Linked DNA regions of Zea mays: region 1 is linked to region 2. A link is a contact called in public Hi-C data. All regions are on one chromosome and are shown on one strand. Each heading gives the region's core, a stretch centred on a gene start, on an enhancer-like site or on the middle of the called end of the contact. The rest is flanking DNA. Distances are from core to core; before and after follow the strand shown.

Region 1 (6,908 bases), core at 1,188-3,687, 730 kb before region 2:
AGAGAAAAAAGTATATTGGTTTCCAGAACAAACTGCAAACCATGAGAGTGTATACTCACCTTTCTTCAATCTTGATCACTTTCTCCCTTTCGTCGTGGAATGATACTCTTGAAGGTCGTGATGATGGATTGATCATCTTTTTGCTCGTACTTCTTGACAATGTATTGGATTTTTGTTCGCCACCTACATCTGTGGTTACAAATGTCCCACTTGTGTGTTGCTGACATGGTGCCATTCTGATTTTTTGTGAGATAAGTTTACTTCCGTCCTCCAAATTATCCAAATTTGCTATGGGGACTTCTTTCTCAGAAACACTGCAAAATATTCCTTCTATGGTTACAATTTATGCAGATGAACTGTAGGCAAAAAGCTAATTTGGTACACAGAGTCACAGATATTATGTTGAAGGAGACATCCATTGAGATAGTGATGGGCATGAGGGAATTTGTTCGTTTATAACATTATCAGCTATTGAAGTAGAGGAATATGGGCATAAATTTCTCACTTGCATAAGATTGAGTTAGTTGTTCATAGTAAAGGACAGATATGCAGAACAAGAAAATGGAAGTAGGAAACTTACCTGTTATGGTCACAATGTGAGGAGGGCCTAACAATGGTGGACATCACTTTTCCTGACTCACACCTATTCTCTGTAGTTTGAAGCAGTTTCCCTCTGCAATGGTTGCAGTCCCCTGAGTCTGAAGCTCCTCTGGCTTCATCAGCACTTCTAGGACGCATGATGAGCGTGCCAAGGGGAGACAAGACTGGAGATGAAGGCAGGAACTCAACATGTTGGGTCAAATACCGGGGCTTGTGTGCTGTTCGCATGAGACTGCAGGCAGGGAGATGCTGCCTTGCTGACATGGTCGACCCACAAGCCACAAGTCTCATCAGCAGGTTGGCAGGGTTCAGCTTTGTGGCAAATGACTGCACTGCTTCTTTGTCGTCGTCCTCTTCTTGGGTCCTCTTAGCAGTGGCGACCCTTCTGCCATGAGCCTCAGCCCTTATCAAGGACTCCAAAGTCCCACTCCTACCACTTCTGCTATAGAAATATCCTGCATTGTCCCGCTGCTTGTTGTTGGTAGGTATGGTTGCCTTGGCCGGTGTGCTATCAGTACTGCAACTAGTGTCCTTGTGAATCTCTTTCCCTGTTGATATTCCTTGGGTCTGTGTCGCCAAGTCTTGTGCTGCTGCGATGACATAGCAGCACCCTGGCATCATCTGCTTGCTGTGAAGCGCAAGGCTAGATGGAGTGGGATAGAGTGTGCCACCTGAGGATCCTTTTGTTGTTGACTTATTAGGGGAGGAGGGTCTGCCTGAACAGCTTGGATGTGGTGATGCTGTCTCATCATCTCCATCCCCAGTGGTGCAACAAGATGATGGTGATATTGATGATAGTGCTGGCTGTGACCCTTGGTGCAGAGCTACAGGTGGTGGTTCTTCATCCTCAACCATTGGAGGAGATGATGATGAATTAGTAGTCCAGCCTTTTTGCGAATGAGTTGGTGACTCTTCATGTGGATTTGCCTTGACACATGGGGCCTTTGGAATAATGGTTGTATCAATATTCAGCTGGTCATGATCTGAAGCAAGAGTTTACAATATGGAGACATGTAATAAGCAAGTAAATCCAATAATTAGTTGGTCAAGAAAAACAGCTTGGCCATACATGCGATTGAGAGGTGGCAATTGGCCACAATGCAGAACATTATATATATATATATATATATATATATATATATATATATATATATATATATATATATATATATATATATATATATATAACATACCTTTTGTTGGTGGTGCAGCTCCAACTATAGGTGGTGTTGAGTGGCGGAGGGGCAAGAGGGATCCCTTGAGAACATACTCGCTTTCCTGGGCGGGGAGCAGCATATCATCCTCCATCACATCATGCCACACGAATCTGGTCTTGTACCTCCTGAATTGTATTGCATATGTCAGTTGCCAGAAGTAAGGAAGCAAATGATCTGGATGGTTAAGTTACCTTTTGCAGGACCAGGAATACATGGTGGCCATGCCCTTCCCTCGCAGTTCGTCTAGGCGACAGATCACATCTCTGAGGTAGAGGGCTTGATTTGGAGAGGCGAGGTGCATCTCCAACATGTGTGGGTGCTCCAGGTGCCGTCCGCTGCGGCACAGGTAGTACACCACCGTCACAGGCACACCACCTTGGCCTGGGCTACTGCAGCGCCTCATTTGTGCCATTTCCGCCTCCATCTTTGCCACTTCCTCTGATGACATGGTGGCTTCTCTGCTATTCGCCTGTTCCCTCTATACTGGCTGATCCAAGCAATCTGGAAGACTGCAGATCAGGCGGAAGCAAGTGGTGCTAGCTATCTGCAGCAGGGAATGGCAATGAAGCTTCCTTAGCTTATATTTGAAAAGAAGCAAGTGAAAGCGATGCGATTGACACGAGGGCGTGGAGTCCTGGGGCAGATACTTATGTATGTGAACCTGCTGTTGCGTGCCCTTTTCTACCCTTGCTTCCCATAGATATGGTTTTGCTATTTTTTATGTGCAGGAAGATGAGAGGCTGGGCTTAGCTTGTATAACTGTATGAGGCGGCATCAGTTTCAGATTCTTAAAACCAGTGCCTGTCTCTATTTTTAAAATCTAGATTCTGAGTTAAAACTGATGGGGTTGTTTCGATCCTTGCAGTTTTTAGTGATCGGTGTCAACAGTTTTTTGGGGTTTTTTCTTTGCATTTTTTACAAGAATCTGGCAAAAACTAGCGCATGAAACTACCAGTTTCCGAAAACCAGATTACTGGTACTGATTAGGTAAAGCAGCGTCTAGCTGCAGGCTGCAGCGGCAGGAAGCATGCCTACGGTCAGCTAGCTGTTGTAGTGCAGTAGTGCTAGTTGCTACCAGCACTCACGTGGATCGGTGGATATCACAGGGCAGGTACGAGAAAGCCATAACGAGGGCAGGACTGTAGGAGCATGGTACATTACAGTTGGGTTGGTTGGGAGGCTAGGCTATGCTACTTACTAGGTGTTGCAGCAGGTTTAATACTAATTGACAGTAGTTTACTCCATCCATCCTGGCATCCTCCGTGCAGTGAGTCCAGCTGCTTTTCTTGAGTTTCCCTGCCTTTGCATCTCTCCCTCGCGTCTCGCTTTATTGCTTTCCTACCTTTTACCTCACTGCTCACATGATATGACGCAGTGTAGTATAATATCGATGGTGCCATCATATTCTCTTGTATTTTTTTATTAGGAAGATAAAATAAAAAAAAGAAAGGGATTGCCACCTTGCTACTTGCTTATTACAGCCCAATGTCCCAATGGTAATGCAGGCCCTTTTTCTCATTGCGATTTGATTTCCCTGGCATGGAGTCGTCCCAAATTGACACGAGTACACTGATTCTTGCTTTATCACTGACAGACGCACGCAGCTACCTACCGTGGTGTTGCCGTGTTGGAAGAATAGCTGCTGTGGCAGAGCAATCAGAAGTCGCTGCTGGCTGCTCCACCGTCGGACCCAGGCTCTGCGTCCAGATATTGGCGGTTGGCGTCGGATTCAGATGAGCATGAGTTCATCAACTATTTAGCCGTGTCTTATTATTAGAGAACTTTATGGTTGCGTGATGTATCTACATGATTGGTTGCCTGCAAAGAGATAACCTGGCTCCCCGCGTGCTTTGACCAAGCACGAGATTCTGATTGGTTGCTTGGATACGAGGACGCTGGCCAGCATGCGGGTGTGTAGGCTAGGCTTTTTTTTTTCACTACCAGCCTGCGCGTGTGGAGATGGCGCTAATAACGATCGCTGACGAGCCAGGCGCGCGAGAGGCCTGCGCGCGGGAGGCACCCAATCAATCAGCTGGTATATGTGCGCGCTTTGCAAGCAAGACAAATACTGGCCTGGCCGGCCAACCAAACTCATCAGCATCCATCGACTATCGTCCGTATGACGTTCAGTATAGCGGCCTGCAGGTAAGGCGGTGCTGCAAATGTAAAAGGGGCGCAAGTACGTCGCGTCCGTGATGTACCCTGGCTAGCCAGCTAGGTACGGACGTTTTCGTTGATTGCTTTCCTTTCATTTCGCGTATCTTCTTTTTTCCATGCATTCCTTTTCTCTGTTCCTTTGAAACACACGTCATAGATCTGTTTATCTCTTCCATGTCCCGCCTAATAACAAAATAAAATAAGCCCTACCTATTTCATGCGTAACCAACCATATATAACTAATATGCGCGCTTCCTCCTCGCCGTTACCAGATAGGCTACGAGAAAACATTCAAATTCAACACGACACAAAGCTGCATTCAAATTCAACACGACACAAAGCTGCACGTAGCTATATAGTACTATCTCGCTAACTTTGCTAGCTGAAGGAGGACAAACGATCAAGCGAACTATAAAAATAGGGTAGGTCTACTTTTGAACTCATACCTTTTTTAAAGATAAAGTACAATATTTGCAGTTTATTATCATAAATATGGGTCATATGTCCACTTTTAATTTTAATTTTTATTTTTTATGGAAATGATCTACTTTCATTTAAAATTATTTTTTTCTCAGCCTTTTGGCTAAGATAAAGTGTAGTATCTGCAGTTTATATCTGGAATGTGGTTATATATCCATTTTAATTTTAAATCAATTTTTTTATGGAGAGGCTCCAGTTTTGTGCGTAAATCGCGTAGATGTGTTTTTTCCGCGTCTGGCCTAACCAGATAATATAAGGCGAGAGCCCTCTACTCCTTGATGTCGCTGTTGTCGACGTATATTAACCTTAACTTCCTAGATCCCTAGTTTAGTTTTGTATTGTTGTTGATAAATAATTTATGAGGTATTAATATCAATAATAATATATGTATTGCTCGTTTTTATGTCGTACACTAATATTTTATCGAATTATGGCCGTATCAATGCACATGTATTGTGCTATTTTTAATAATTGACCACCAGCATTACTAATCTTCTGCTAATCACACACCTCTTTGTCCTTGGTGGAACAACCTAGTCTGGGCTGGTCGAGATCACCCTGATGTCTCGGTTGCTATTGTTAAGTGACAGATGACTTGTCCTCAACTCATTTCAAGAGTTTAGCAATGTAGTACCTCCGTTCATAAATATATTGCACCGTTGACTTTTTTCGAAAACTTTGACCACTCGTTTTATTCAAAATATTTATTCAAAAAATATAAAATTTTAAGTCAAACACAAACTACCTTAAGTGATAAAATAAACCAGAAAAAATAAATGATAACTCATTATTTTTTCAATAAGACGAGTGGTCAAAGTTTTTTTAAAAAATCAATGGTGTTATATATTTATGAATGGAGGGAGTATACAAGAGCCTGGTCGACAACCTCTCGATTATATATTATAGGTGGTAGAAAAATATGACAAATTATGTATGAATAGTATAATTTAATAAGCTGCATTGAAATTGATGGACAAAGTTTGGTTCCTGAGCGAGTGTAACCCTTGTCCGCGCTAGCGAGCGGTATTCAACCACCCATGCAAGCAAGCAAAAAGCTTTTTGCTTGCTAATTCACTCAAATGGGTAAAACAGAAACATTGTTGATAAAAAAAAACAAAAACAATTATGTCGGAAAATAAAAAACAAAACAACTAAGGACGGAACCCATGGATAATAGTCGAAAAACTTAATTCATATCGAGAACACCGACATATATGACTACTTGATATGTTTAACTCAATGCAAGAGATACAAGAATGTAGAGGTAGGTAGCACAATTTAGATGTATACCATGAAATATTGGCTCTAATGGTTTGTTTAGTTCAGTTGTAGAATCCTAAAAATCTGATTGTATCTGTCAGTTGTGAGAATGCTTCTATGAACTAACGGTTGTAGGAAAGCTAAAATATGTTTGGCAGAAGCAACATGCAACTATAGATCCTATAAAAGCATGATAGTTTGGAAACATGGATGTTAGAAATATGAAGAATCTGAGGTAGGAGTTGATTCTTAATTGAACTAGAAGATTCTATAGATCTTTAGGAACACATTCTATTGTTATACCTGTATGGTTGAGATTTCAGATTTTTGACAACGAATCTAGTTTATAAAGCTAAACTGAACATACCCTAATGAGTTCACGTTAGAGTAAACATAACCTGAACCAGTTTACATCGTCACATCAAAATAAGGGAAATAAAGGAACAAAAGGATAAAAAAGTTAGAGCGTCTTCAATATTTTTCAAAATAATAATCAGTAAATCAATGTGTTTTTTAAGTGGCTAAAAATTGTTGGGATCACAATTATTTGTTGGATTGCTTCAATAGGTTTCTCAATCTCACTCTCAAATATAGAAGACAATTTTGCATTCGAACTATTTATAAATCACTCAACCACTTTTTATTTTTATCTCTCTAGTACATTTGCTTTGAGAACTCTGCTATATTCCTTTTGCTTCCATGTCCTTACACCTCTAGATCAGAGGATCAACGTACACGGATTCTATTATTTTCTCATGTATAAAAAGACTGGGGTTTAGGGAGTTGTCAAGAGTATTTCTTTTAATCTTGTCAAAAAATCAAGATTAGGAGTGTGTTTTGAAAACTCTTAGATATGTATAAAATATTTAGTTTGATGAAGACGTGTATGTAGACACATCTTTTAGTTTTTAAATTTTGTATTAACAAATAATTTTAGATGCTTATTGTTGGGGACTTGTTCTCAAATGCTATGAATTAAGAACAAGGCAACACAAAATGTTAAATGTTAATATCCTTCGTCCTTCGAAGCATTATTTCCCTAAGGATATAATGATTTTCGGACGAAGGTTATGAAGGACATACCTTCATCAGCATAAAATATAATAATGAAGAAGGAATCATATGAAAAATATAAGATAACATAAACGGTTATGTATTATTGACAACTCATTTCTATTTTATTATGATAGAAAA
Region 2 (6,166 bases), core at 366-2,865:
AATAGTCGTTTAAGGAAAATAGACTTTTTGCATTGCACCGGACCGGCCCGGTGCACCACATGATATTGAAAAAAAGAGATAGGAATACCAAGACATGGAGATGTGTTTCACTTCACTTAATATTTTGGGACGAAGAGAGTATTGGAGATCCACCCTTACACATGTTGCATTTACCTTACATATTGAAAAAAAGAGATAAGAATACCAAGACATGAAAGATATTATCCAGAAGTAATTTTGTTCATCATATTATACCTCTATCATTATTTTCTTGAATTTAAGAGAATAACTTCATTCATTTTTTCATGGGTAGTGTTTGGGTAACGTTCTTTTTGAAAAACAAAGGTAAATGAAAGGCTCCTCTACATATATATGACTTCAGGGTAAGTACTAGCTAGGTTAGCACATATTTATTTCGTTTGTTTCATTATTACCATGATTATTTGATGAATCGTTTTCTCATAGTGACTGAGATAGGAATCAGAAAATAATTTATGTGGATACTATGTTTACGAGCACATCTACCATATGTCATGATCCAATAAAAATGCTCTACAACAACTTAAAATGCGTAAACCATATACACACTATTTATTAATTACTATCATATCACTATATATACAAACTATTCATATATTCATATGTTTTTTCCATTCAAATGTTGAGTGGGAGAAAAAATCAATCCTACGGCTAGTTCGGGAACCCCATTTTCTCAAGAAATTTCCATTTCCCCCAAAAAATATTAGTTTATTTTTTCTTTGGAAAATAGAAATCTTATAGGAAATGGAGTTATCAAACTAGCTCAAGGCTATTTAGTAGGAGTTCTTCCAGAGGAGGTTATATATAGCCGTGTATAATACTTCTATGATAGAAAAAATACTTTTGCTCCTATAGGTGGGTTAATTGTAATATAAGGTTATTTGGCAACTCCATTTTTTAATGGATTCTTATTTTCCCAAGTGAAAGTAAGGTCGAGTTTGGTAACCCTATTTTTCTACGGGTTTTTCATTTTCCCAAAGGAAATTAATTTATTTTTCATTGATAAATTGGAAATCCTATGGAAAAATTGGATTGCCAAACTAGCTCTAAACTAATTTTTCTTGAGAAAATTAAATCCCTTAGAAAAATAGGGTTGTCAAACTAGCCCTAAAAGTTTTTGTTAATTAGTTTCATTAATAATTTAAATATATGTATAGTTTATGTATAGTTTCATACATTTTGTGCATATATGTATGCTCAACTGAAAAATTTATAGGCACAAACGTACAACAGTAGCATAGCATACGTATAAAAATTATTTGAGATAAAAAAAATTAAATGAAAAGAAACCATAAGAAAAGAAAGAAGAAAAAGACTTGTAGATCCTTTTAGCTTCCATTGACTTACCCTAAGAAGCTTGACACGCAATAGCGGTTGGAAAACGGCAGTAAATAATTTTGTAATCGGGACAATATGTGACCTCGATTTTGTACCAGTGGGGTTTAGGTAATTAGGTTAAAGACGTGGGGAAGGAACAGAGCAAAGTGGAAACAAATTTCACCCACCAACCAATGTTTGGCTGCCGTATGCCTTATTGACTTGTCCACGACACGCAGATCACTTTCCTTTTCCCCCCAAGAAGATGGGCGAGACGAGGGCCAAGGAGGGGGTGTCGCTTAGACTAGCGAATCCATCCGCCAAGATTCCGTGCACCTCGACCGCCGCCGCCGCTATCTGTTTGTCCCCGCCCCCGCGACCGCGGCAGCCTAGCAGGAGGGGAGGATCCATGTCTAGTTTCTAGAGCAGCTGCTTGCGTCCCTTGCAAATCACATCGACCGATGGGGATACCCAGCGACGACGTGGTGCAAATCCGCCACGCCGACGCCGCTGGCGAGCCCACCGTCGTCACCGTCAGCTGCCCCGACAAGACGGGCCTCGGCTGCGACCTCTGCCGGGTCGTCCTCCTCTTCCGCCTCAGCGTCGTCAAGGGAGACATGAGCACGGACGGGCGGTGGTGCTACATCGTGCTCTGGGTTCTGCCACGCGGGGGGCGGCCGGTGCCCGTGCCATGGGACCTACTCAAGGACAGGTTGCTTCAGCTCTGCCCCGTCGCGCCGCCGTTCGGATTCGACAACGCGTACCTCGCAGCGGCTGGCCTACAGGACCTTGCGCCTCCCCCACCAAAGCTCTTCTTGCTCAAGCTATGCTGCTTCGACCGGATGGGACTCTTGCATGGTACACCTCTTGTTATTGTTGCTCTGTTCTATGCAAAGTTGTTCTATGCAGTGCTAGGCTAAATTAGTGTTCCCCTACCCACCTTTATCGTGCATTTCTTTGCCATTGGAGTCACTATGATTGTGTTGCACTGCACGTGTGTCTGTAGGAGATTGTAGGGGTTCTTTTTCTTCCGTTCTCAATGATAAGGTCATAACTCTGCAATATATTGCTAGTTAGGAGTATTAGGTATGGTGAATTTGATTTTTAATGTAAGTGAAGGACACCTACTGCTGAAAATAAGTCTCATTGGATATGCATGTAGCTAGAAAAAGGTATAATTTTGAATCTTCCTCCTGGAAATTCTGTGTTCCACAGATGTGACACGTGTTCTGTGCGAGCTAGAGCTCACGATTCGGAGGGTGAAGGTCTCTACCACGCCTGATGGGAGTGTGCTGGACCTTTTCTTCATCACAGATGCCAGGTCAGTTTATCTCCAAACACATCCTTTTTCAGTGCCTTACGAGAATCTCTTTTTTATTTATTTATGGAGCATCTTGTCTCAGGACATCAAGAATTTGTCAATTATTTATTTTACACCGTTAAGAAATAGGATGATGGTTAAATGAAACATTCTGGATCGATTTCAGGGAGCTTCTGCACACAAAGAGCAGAAGAGAAGAAACCCAGGACAAACTGGAGGCTGTCTTAGGCGACTCCTTGACATGCTGTGAAATAGATCCTGCTGGTGAAGACATGTTGTCTTGCCTCCAATCCTGGGCCTCGCTGACGCCTGCTATCACGGAACAGATGTTTAACACAGAGGAGCAACCGATCAGCACAAGGGGTGGCACCATCTCCGTGACGATGGACAACTCACTTAGCTCTGTCCACACTCTTATTCAGATTCAGTGCGGTGACCATAAGGGCCTCCTCTATGATATCATGAGGACAGTCAAAGACGGTAACATTCAGGTTTCGTATGGCCGATTCTATGCGAGCCAAAATGGAAGGTGTGAGATCGATTTGTTCGCGGTGCAATCAGATGGGAAGAAGATCCTTGATCAGCACAGGCAGCGAGCACTGTGCTGCCGCCTAAGGATGGAGCTCCTCCGACCACTGCGCGTGGCATTGGTGAACCGAGGTCCTGACACAGAGCTGCTGGTAGCAAACCCGGTTGAGGTTTCTGGAAAGGGCAGGCCGCTGGTGTTCTATGACATCACCCTTGCTCTCAAGAATCTTCAGAAACGAATCTTCTTGGTATGGTACTATATTGTGCATAGTTAACAGTGATTGACCCTTTTTTTTGAACCGAGAAGCATCTTCTTGTGATGTTTGTAGGCTGAGATTGGGAGGCATGTTGTGGAAGATAGGGAGTGGGAAGTCTACAGATTGCACTTTGGTGAGGAGCATGAGCTCTCGTCTGCGCTGCGGAGCAAGATCGTGGATGAAGTCACCAACATGCTGATGGGGTGGGACTCATGACACTGCTCTGCCGTGCCTCTGAAAAATTATCATTACTGTTCCAGCAGGAATCAATTAACTTATTTGGTGCATGTAAAAAAAGGAACGACTTATCTCTTAAATGTAGCGGTATTTAACTAATCCATAGACGATCTCTACTATTATAATGCACAAGTTTTGTGCATGGATCATTTCGTGCACACCCTAAACCCCGTTTCCGGTCGTCCTCATCCCGCGCGCCCCCTCGGCAACAGACGCTGCGTCCTCATCCTGCACTGGGGAGACATATATCCCCAGGTCCACTATAAGGCGAAAGACTCTTGCATGGGTCCACAGACTAGTTGCCCCACAAGGTCGTCTTGTCGTGGGCCGAGCAAAGATGGAAAGTGAAGTGGGCTGATCCAAGGAGCCAATGGGCTCATGCCCGGATTGTCCATTGGATCACGCACAATCTCAAGGAACCGTCCGTTTTTCTCGCGCCCGACGCCCTCAAATGTCAGGATGGATCGGGATGGAGTCGACGGGTTTTTCTTTAAGATAAGCTAAGTCAGTTCGCTATTAGCTAGGAGATATGCTAAAAGAATGTGATCACCATGTACGTAGGGAGTGTCTCACGGTCGTGTATATAAGGCCCAGGGGAACCCCATCATTTTCATCTCATTAGCCTCTTTCCATTCAGGAGACGCCACTTGTAACACACCACACATACAAAGCCACCCCAGGAAGTAGGGTATTACGCCTCCCAAAGCGGCCCGAACCTGCAGAAAATCGCTTGTCTCTCCCTTACTCCCTCGTGCTCCTAGCACGAACCATCGAGCTACGATCAGCAACACCGTCCTACCCAAAAGCACCACGAGGGTATCCCCGGGTGTGCAGTCGGACACTAGACACCGACAGCTGACGCGCTAGGTAAGGGGTGTGTCGTTGATCAAAGCTAGATCAATGACCATCACCTTCAAGAACAAGATCACTCTTCGCCCAGGAGCTATGTTCCGCTTTGGAACAATCTCATGCATAGCAGACGAAGAAGGGACTCTACACCGCAGAGGATCCACCTAAGAAAAAGCCTTCCTTGGGAATCCCGAGGGAAGCCAGAGCAAGACTGCGGATAGCGCCATCGCCCACAGCTCAGGGGAAGATGATCCCTTGCGGACTGAGGTTTAGGAGCCCTCAGGATAAGAAAGATCGGTCGGTCGGGATTTCACTTACCCGAAAAACTCCGTTGTTCACCTCGCCCACTAAGGAGTGGACACAGATCACTCGAAAGAAGGAAATTCCGAGTCAGGGAAGGAGAACACGTCACGCCACCTTTCTGATACCTCTGCCCTCAAAGGAGGACGGGAAGAAGAGCACCATCGCGTCGGCTCCTTTCTACCCCAACATCCTCTTCATCCAGGGGAGATTGGAGTCAGCACCCATCTCCGACGATAAGCCTACCATGCAAGGGGAAGAACCTCCCCAATGTGATGCCTGACGACGGAGAAACAGACGCCGGAACGTGCGGCGACATCATGAAGCCGGGGAACGGGATCCGGCGCAGCCTGTGTCCTGAGACAAAGCCTCGGAAGTGGGAGAAACTCCCGATGAACAAGTGCACCGAGAAAGGCGTAACTCCCGTCGCCGCGATCGCCGATAGGCTCAAGATCAGGAGCTAGAGCTAGCCGAACAAGACGCCAGGCTTCGGCGAGAGAACCCTCTCCTCGCTCGGAACCTATACCCTGATTTCGCTTGAGCACTGAACACGCCGAGTGAAGTTGGAGGATTACTGGCACAGATAGCTGACAGCCTTCCGCGGACCCCAGACGCGAAAGGTTACCGGCGGCTCCTTACTCAGGCAGCTAATAATCTTCTACCCCTCGCATATCCTACGAATGACCTACACCACACCATCAATAGCCGATGAGACGCGCGGAGCACCATCAGCGCTTCGCGCGACCGACGGCATGAAAGTATCAGCGCGCCACCGGAGTTGAGTCGGCGGCAGCTTCAACCAGTGGCCCATTCCGGGGACGCTCGAGACGACCTGTTACCGACTCCCCTCCCCGGGACCGATGACATGAACACCAGCAGGAGGACACGAGCGAAGTTTCCACGCTCACTCCATGCCTCCGGGCGTTGACAGGGATGTCAACATTATCTTTGGAGGTCATGGGGCAGAAGAAAACAGGAGGCAACAAAAGCTCAATGACCGACAGGTTCTGGTAGCCACTACCAGTGCCACTGCCCCTTATCGGTGGTCAGAGCACGCGATAACCTTCAGCCGAGCTGATCAATGGCTTAACTTTGATCACCCCTGCTGTGGCAGAACCGTCCGAATTATTCCAGTTTAAGTGCCCAAGTCACGCCTCAAGGGCCGCAACACACTTAAATCGGAATAACCCGTCAGTCCTTCAGATCTAGTCTGATAAAGCCACTTATCCAGGATCAAATACCACGAGCTCACTCGAAGGTGAGTCACAAAGGAAATACAATAAAACAGGAAACCTCAAATTAAAGTACTGGAGTTATT

The links. A called contact is a pair of places that touch in the nucleus more often than the background predicts.
Region 1: a contact with region 2 is called in a Hi-C map of tassel, with 8 times the contacts expected there. The contact joins the promoter of LOC103632405 here to the promoter of LOC100193524 in region 2. A contact is called at or near these places in 5 of 25 Hi-C or Micro-C datasets (ear, leaf, tassel and 1 more).

What each region holds. Positions count from the first base shown.
Region 1 is chr7:59,563,162-59,570,069 of Zm-B73-REFERENCE-NAM-5.0, reverse strand. It overlaps LOC103632405, which reads right to left and starts at 2,437. Exons shown (of 5, transcript XM_008654235.4): 1 at 2,009-2,437; 2 at 1,794-1,942; 3 at 581-1,583; 4 at 60-314. The coding sequence starts at 2,265. It also overlaps the pseudogene LOC111589879.
Region 2 is chr7:58,836,981-58,843,146 of Zm-B73-REFERENCE-NAM-5.0, reverse strand. It overlaps LOC100193524, which reads left to right and starts at 1,615. Exons shown (of 4, transcript NM_001358763.1): 1 at 1,615-2,214; 2 at 2,572-2,677; 3 at 2,844-3,453; 4 at 3,535-3,796. The coding sequence starts at 1,818. The coding sequence ends at 3,678.